Regions from separate parts of the Capra hircus genome. Here region 1 is linked to region 2. A link is a contact called in public Hi-C data. All regions are on one chromosome and are shown on one strand. The core of a region is the stretch at or near the end of the contact, and the rest is flanking DNA. Distances in the headings are between cores, read along the strand shown.

Region 1 (4,066 bases), core at 1,445-3,944, 110 kb before region 2:
TTCAAAATAACCACTGGGGCCTTGCCATCCCCACATGTAGAACGAGTCAGAATTCAGGCCAAATTTAAAACAGAAATTTATGCTCCGTAAGCACAGCTTCTCAAATTGGCCCTTGTGAGTGTCCACAGGCGGTCAGCTGACCTAGAGGCTAGGCCTTTTAAAGGTTCCAGTGAACTTCCACCTTTTCTCGTCTACGAGCGCTCACAGAACACACAAACTTAGAGTGAAAGGCGGAAAAACGCAGTAACATGGCCATGTAGTGGTATTTGCTTGACCCCACGCTGTGTGCCTTTATATTACTGCAGACCTCCCCAGCTGGGGAATGCAGACTCTGAAACACTGCCTTCTTCTGCAGGCCTCTCCTGAGCATCTCTGAGTGATCCACTAGGTGCAGGAGATTAACACAGTATGAAAATTAAACACAGAAGTCTGGCTCCTGTCCTTAAAAAGGGTGCAGTTTGGTAAATGTTCTTTTTGGAAAAGCCCAGCCAGCAAGTGCAGCCCGACTGGGACTGTCTCCCAACCTCTTCCCTCGACTCTGAGCTGTTACTCACTAGATGGGGAGCTTTAGGAAAGCAGGGGGCTTAGACTACCATCTGTATTCTCATCTCGGGGTCTGGCCTCATGAAATGTCTGTAGGATGTGAGATTAAAAAAAAAAAAAATGGAGCTCAAACCCACCAGGCCTATTTCTGTGACTCTGAGAAGCTCTCGCTGTTCTTTTGCTTTAAATCTAAAATATATCCGACTGGGAACTATTTCCTTACTCCTTAGAAGTATCGGCAGGATGTAGTTCCTTACACAGAAAGGCTGTGTGGGGACTTCCCTAGTGGTCCAGTGGTTAAGAATCCGCCTTCCAATGCAGGGAACGCAGGTTCGATCCCTGGTCAGGGAACTTAGATCCCACACGCCATGGAGCAACTGAGGCCTCTCGCTCAGGAATCTGAGCGCCACAACTAGAGAGAAGCCTGCAGGCTGCAAGGAAGAGCCCACGTGCCACAGCTAAGACCTGACACAGCCAAAAATGAAATAAATAAACAAAATTTTTTTTTTTTAAAGAAAGGCTGTTTAGCCTGTTGTTCAAAAGCATGAACTCCAAGGGACTTCCCTGGCCGTCCTGTAGTTAAGACTTTGCCTTTCAATGCTCAGTTCAGGGGGTGCAGGTTTCCTGGTTGGGGAACTAAGATCCCACATGCCTTGTGGCCAAAAAATCAAAACATAAAACAGAAGCAATGTTGTAACAAACAAACAAAAAATATTTTAAAAAACCAAACACATAATGAAGCATAAAGCTTAAAAAAAAAAGGCATGGACTCCAGGACTAGACAGCTTGAGTGGGAATCTTCGGTCACCCATTCATCAGTTTTGTGACCTGGAGCAAGTTACTCAACTTTGTTTTTTAAATTTTTATTGGAGTATCATTGATTTACCATGCTGTTAGTTTCTGCTGCACAGCAAGGTGAATGAGTTATATATATACACATATATCCACTCCTTTTTAGATTCTGTTCGCATATAGGTCATTACAGAGTACTGAGTAGAGTTCCCTGTCTCCTGAATTGCAGGCAGATTCTTTACCGTCTGAGCCACCTGGGAAGCCCCTCACTCTAATAAGCAGTGTCTCAAATAGGAAATGAACACTATGACAGAGGTGGCACTGAGCTGGGGTTAAGAACCACACAGTTTGAAGGCGGGTCCTGCCACTTTCTGCTTGTGTGACCCTAGGCAAGGTACTTAACCTCCTTTAGCCTGGCAAGTGGGGAAACTAATGCCAACCTCCAAGGCGTCAGGAGGATCAAGGGAAGTAACACCCGTGGATGCTCAGCGCGTGCCTAGCACTGTTAATGCGAGATAAATGGTAACTGCTTCATGAGGGATTTTCCTTTAATGAATTTATGTTTTCAAAGGCAGCAGGAAGGATTCCTGTGATTCTAAGTCACAAGAACATACGGTTATCCATTTAGGAAATTCTGTTCGAGAGATCTAGGGCCAACAATTTCTAATCACATCAGCAAGGATGCCCAATAACAAGGAAATAGTGCTTATGTGGTTTCGAACAAAGTTGGTAGGTAAGCAGGAAAAGGCTTTTTGCAATTTTCTCAGAGAGATCTGAGGTGGGTGGGACACAGGAAAAAAAGAAGGGCTTATTGTTAATGCCCTCTTTAGTTTGCCTCTGGTTGAACTCACAATTTCGAAAGGCCAGAAGGGGATCTCTGTGATAGGAGGGCCTGCCATCTGCTCCAGAGTGACATGGTTTGCACAAGGGCAGGTCACACAACCACAAGACACACCTGTTTGAGACGTGCCCATCTGCACCTCACCTTGCATCCAGAAAAACTGTCATTTCACATTCCACCCCTCAGCCCTCACCCAGGCGATACGGACCTAGTGAGCATTTTCTAGGGGCCAAGCAGAGACACCGGGGAGCCACAGCAGGAGAACAAAGATCTCTGGTGCTTGTAGAGGGGGACTGGGGACGGAGAGACAGGAAACAAACAGGCAGACAAGTACACGGTCTCACCAAATCATAAGGGCCTTGGCGGACGTGAAGAGGGGGATTAGATGAGAACGGTGGGTCGAGGGCAGTCTCGGAAGGGCTCTCCAGGAAGGTGCCATCTTGGTGGAGGCCTGAATGACAAGGAGCAACCCGGCGAGGGCTAGGGAAGGGCCTTCCGCACAGGACGTGGGCAGCCTGAGGTCAGCGGGGCCCTCGGGCCAGTGCCCGGTGCCCACGTATGTTCTGGGTGGGCTGTGGTATGTCTCAGAGATCAGGCGCCTCCTTCACATCACATCCAGTCACCCCACACGGAGGAGGCAGACGTGAGCGGAAGCCAAATACAAGTGGAGGGAAGGAGATTTGAAAGAGGTTTAAGGAACCTTTCAGCCAGCTGCAGTGTATGGGACCTGATTCCGATCCTGAACTGAGCAAAATTATAATTAAAAAGGAAAAACAAAAACAAAGAAGTCAGCTGGGGAAACTGAACGGCTGTGAAGGATACTGTTTCAGGTGTGATGGTGGTTTACATTTATGGTATGGACTGACTTGAGTCCCCCCCAAATTCCTATACAGAGGTCCTAGGCCCCAGGACCTCAGAATGTCTCTGTTTGGAGACAGAGCTTCTAGAGAGAGGTAGTCAAGTAAAACTGGGGTCTTCCAGGTGAGCCCTAGCCCAACACGGTGGTGGCAGTGGTTCAGCTGCTCAGTTGTGTCTGTCTCTTTGTGACCCCATGGACTGTAGCCCGCCAGGCTCCTCTGTCCATTGAATTTTCCAGGCAAGAATACTGGAGTGGGTTGCTATTTCCCCTCCAGCGGATCTTCCTGACACAGGGATCAAACCAGAGTCTCTTGCGTCTCCTGCGCTGGCAGGCGGGTTCTTTACCACTAGCGCCACTTGGGAAGCCCGGCTCGATCTGACCGGTATCCTGATAAGAAGAGGTTAGGATGCAGACAGAGATGTGGACACAGAGAGAGAGAGAGCCATCTCTAAACCAAGGAGAGGAGCCTTGGCAAACCGGCCAACAGCTTGAACTTGGACTTCTACCTTCAGAACCACGGGAAAGTACGTTTCTGTAGTTAAGCCACCGGATGGTGGTGTTTTGTTTTGGTAGCCCTAGCAGATTAAAACAAAGAGTGCGTGTACCTTAGCATCACACGCTGAAACAGTCATAGGTGACGTGATAGGCTGCCTGGGATTTGCTCCAAAATAATCTTTGAAGGGGGACACAGGAAGGGGTGGTTAACAGATGGAATAAGATTGGCCCAAAGCTGAGAAATTGTTGAGATTGAGTGATGGGTTTATCCTGAGTTCATCTTACTATGCTCTCTACTTTTCTATAGTTTGAACAACTGTATAATAAAACGTTGAAAGGAAAAGCTGAACAGGAAACAAGCGATGTGAAAGAGCTACATCTATGGCTCTCCACCCTGGGGGGGCCTTGCATTCTTGGGGCCTGGCCCCTGGCGTTGGTATCTTTTAGAAGTTCCCCAGGGGAATTCTAATCTAGATAACCATGGACCTACACTAAGAGCCAGAAGTTCTTCATGGGAAAAATAAAGAAAGACTTCA
Region 2 (3,979 bases), core at 860-3,359:
ATCTAGTTCACTGACCAGGAATCAAACCCAGGTCCAGTGCACTGGGAGTGCAGAGTCTTAGCCAGTGGACCACCAGGGAAGTCTCCTCTTTAATAGCTCTATAAACCATTGCCTGCCCAGCATGGTGACAACAGACCCAAGGTTTCCTCTTCAAGTTGTAAGTACGATCATCTGATCAGTCTTATGAATTTTGGTTAGATTTGTGGGTCAGGGAACTGGAATAGGAAGTATTCTGGAGACAGGGGTACCTCCAGGGGCAAATAATAGCCAGTTTGGGGCTTCTCCAGTTTTGGGGGTGGCAGGTGGTCAGGACTGTGCCAGCTTGCTCTAGCAATAGTACCCATTTTACTGAAGCTGGTGGTGGATACCTGGTCTGGGTACAGAGCAGTACCCCTCTTCCTGAACGCCCTGGCACATGGGCATTGCCAGTGCTGGCCTGGAGTCTCACATGAGACTGCGGAGGTGTGGGCGGGTACCAGGGCGAAAGGAGCCCCGCTGAACATGGAAGGGGAACCTGAGGGAGGTGCTGGAGAGGAAAGAAAATTTCCATTTGGCTTTTCCAGCTTCTTGCTGCGTCCCTAGAGCACAGCTACTTGGCGGCTCTCCTAGAGCCTGATCCTAGTCTTCCTTCATGAATTTTTCATTTCAGGCAAAGAGCCCTTATCTCTTACCCGGGCTGCTACAGGAGCCTGCTTTCCCAACAGCTGGAGACACAGCAGATGAAGAATTGCATTAAGGCAGAATTATCTGTCTCTGGAGAGAGGAAGGGCACTCTGTGCTCCTGGAGGGACAGCTCCTATCCCGTATTACTGTAGGTTTCCATCCTTCACAAGAAGCCTGGGCTACTGTTTTATTGAGATACTATCGAGGGCAGAGAGAAGCCCACCAGGCTCCTCTGTCCATGGGATTTCCCAGGCAAGGATACTGGAGTGGGTTGCCATTTCTTTCTCCAGGGGATCTTTCCGACCCAGGGATCAAACCTCTGTCTCCTGCACTGGCCACCGGGAAACCCATTGGTTGAACTGAGTTGCCCCCAAAGATATGTTGAAATCCTAACCCCCAGTACTTCAGACTGTGACTTGATTTGGAAATAGAGTTGTTGTAGTTGTAATTAGTTAACATGAGACAGAGACACATGGGGGGAGAAGGCCATGGAAAGATGGAGTAGAGCCCGGAGTGGTACAATATACGACAAGGATTCCTGCAAACCCCTGGAAACTAGGGAAAGACCAGGAAGGATTCTCCTGTACAGGTTTTGGATGGAGTGTGGCCCTGCTGATAACCTTGATTTTGGACTTCAAGCCTCCAGAACTGAGACAATACGTTTCTATTATTTGAAGCCACCCAGTATGTGGTGCTTTGTTACAGCAGCCCTGCTGATACACACTCTCAGACTAGACTCTGGGAACCGCCCTGCTGATACACACTCTCAGACTAGACTCTGGGAACCAGATCCCAGAATTCCTGCCCAACCGGTACCAAGACCTCCATTCATCCTCTTGCCAAGGATGTATAATATTAGCACCAATGTATAATATTAGCACCTGAAAATGGAAGTGGGAAAGAAAATAGGGAGTTTAGGTCTAGGGTCACTGATGCACAGGGCCTGTGAGCTGAAGGGAACCTAGCTAGACCTGGCAAGCTAGAGTTCTAACACAGTGCCCTCTGAGACAATTTTTCTTTTGTTATTCTTCATCTTTAAGGCTGTCTTGGAAAGCCCCAGTGGATATCGCAGCTTACAGCATAGCAGAGAGAAATGACAATTGTTGAAGAGGAAGCAGTGCCACCATGAGGCCATGGTGGGAACTGCAGCAGGAATCATTCCGTGATCCCAAGGGGACCTGCCTCTGAGAGCCTCATGCACCAGATCCGCCCCGCCCTCCCCTATTCCACAGCCACAGTTCCTTTAGAGGCTTTATTTTTTATTTTCTTACCAAAAATATCAGTTTCCTCATGGAAGTTCCCCAGAGAATTCTTAGCTGTTTACTAATGGTGAGAAGTCAGTCCTCCAAGCTCCCAAGGAATGCAGTCCCTAACTCCCCGTGGCCCCTTTGTAACCCCTGCTTCTCCTCACCCCTAGAAACCTCCACCATGCCGCAAAGTGCTGTGTCACTTAGAGATGAACCCTCGAGTAGCCGAGAAGCGTTATCCTGGGGCAGCCTCTCAAGCAGAGCTCACATGCTTTCCTGTGTGCGTGCTCCGTCGCTCAGTCGTGTCCGACTCTGCAACCCCATGGACTGTAGCCCGCCAGGCTCCTCTGTCCATGCGATTTCCCAGGCAAGAATACTGGAGTGGGTTGCCATTTCCTCCTCTAGGGGATTTTCCTGACCCAGGAATGGAACCTGTATCTCTGTGCCTCCTGCGATGGTAGGCAAGTTCTTTACCACTGAGCCACCTGGGAAGCCCCCATATGATTTCAGAGGGAGTTAAATAGATCTTTTCCCCTTTTCACTGAACATTATCTTAAGTTGTATCAGTTATAGGTTAAACTGAATTGAAAGTGTGAAAAAGACAAATGCCTGCTTGCTCTCTCTCTGGGCATTGCCCCCACATCAACCCTGGTCGGTAGAGATTGTTATTATCTTCATTTTCATAGTCAGGGAACTTGAGGAATGAATGACTTGCTCAAGGTCATGCAGGAATAAGGAATATTGCTGGGTCTCTCATCTCTCTTATTTCCCCCATTCTATCTTCTGCAAGCATCTCCAAAGGGACTAAACATTCAAACCCTTGCCACAAGCTCTGCTCTAGGGCATGGTGTTCTCTTTACTGTTAGTTCTTAAACTGTTTCCTACTACATTATTCAAGTTGCAAAATCAATATATATCTATTGTAACTAAATTAATATCTCTACCACCACCTCCTAAGGTGAACAATATTAAGAGTTTGGTGAGTTTTTTTCCTATTATTTTCCCTAAGGAAATACAAATGCAAATTTGTAAAAATGCAGATAGGAGTACCCCACTTCCATTTACAACATTTTAATCAAAAGCAAAAATCACCTTGTACAACTGGCTTACAATGTATGTTTCGCTTAACAATATACCATGACCAATTTTTTACAAATAATATTGACCCTTCTTGTTCCTAATAGCAGTCCAAAATTTCATAGTACAAAATGCTCCATAAATTATTCAATCACCCCCCTGTTGGTGGACATCCAGGTTGTTTCTTGTGATTATTGCTATTGTCAATAATCTGGCAATAAATATCTCTGTGAATGTCTTCTTAGAAACCAGTGCTTTACTTTTGTGGGATTCCTGAAAGTAGGAATGTAGGATCAAAGTCTTTGCCCATTAAAACTAGGAACAAACTGAATTTCCAACAATAGGAGGTTGATTAGCACACATCCCACAGGAGGAAACATTCCTTACGAATAACAGCAAATTGCTATTGGTTTTGAAAAGTGCTTGAAGCTATTTAGAGAAAAGTCATGTTATGTAGTGCTACCCTATTTTGTAAAAATATGTGCATAGAATAAAATACTTTGAGAAAGAATACTGAAATATTATCAGTGGTCATTTCTGAGTGGTGGGGTCAGAAGCGATCTTTATTTTCTTATCTTGCCTTGTCTATATTTTCTAAAATTTCCCCAAGGAAATATGTAGTAATGTGTTAGGCCCCCTCAGGTTGCAGGGAAGCAGAGAAGAGACCAGCTCAGGTGTCTGACCTGGCAAAGGTGAGGTTATTTTAAGGTTTCACCAGAAAGGTGAGGATGCCAGGTGTCTAGGAGGCTGGTAGATTATTCAGGATGGCGTGGCTCTAGTGGCCCCCTGGGAGGAGTGGGGTACTAGCTTCTGCTAGTGGAGGTGCTGGCCTTGCTCCAAGGGGTGCCCTTAAGTGCATCTTGGTCCAGGCATCTTGCCTTGGCTTCTGCTTCGCCCTGGAGTCTCAGCCACTGTTGCTGCTCCCGATGCCTGGCTCCATGCTCCTCCCTGCTTGAAGGATCTGCTTCTGTTCCTCCCATGGCTTCTGCTTA

What was found. A called contact is a pair of places that touch in the nucleus more often than the background predicts.
Region 1: a contact with region 2 is called in a Hi-C map of blood, with 6 times the contacts expected there. The contact joins two enhancer-like sites. A contact is called at or near these places in 2 of 5 Hi-C or Micro-C datasets (both in blood).

What each region holds. Positions count from the first base shown.
Region 1 is chr21:19,957,234-19,961,299 of ARS1.2, reverse strand. All of the region lies in intron 5 of ABHD2 (monoacylglycerol lipase ABHD2), which reads right to left. Among named protein-coding and RNA genes, the nearest start is that of RLBP1, 50 kb to the left of the region's middle. Within about 2 kb of position 2,694, at least 1 of the 5 cell types and tissues checked has an H3K27ac peak or open chromatin away from gene starts, as enhancers often do.
Region 2 is chr21:19,849,366-19,853,344 of ARS1.2, reverse strand. No RefSeq gene overlaps it. Among named protein-coding and RNA genes, the nearest start is that of ABHD2, 27 kb to the left of the region's middle. Within about 2 kb of position 2,109, at least 2 of the 5 cell types and tissues checked have an H3K27ac peak or open chromatin away from gene starts, as enhancers often do.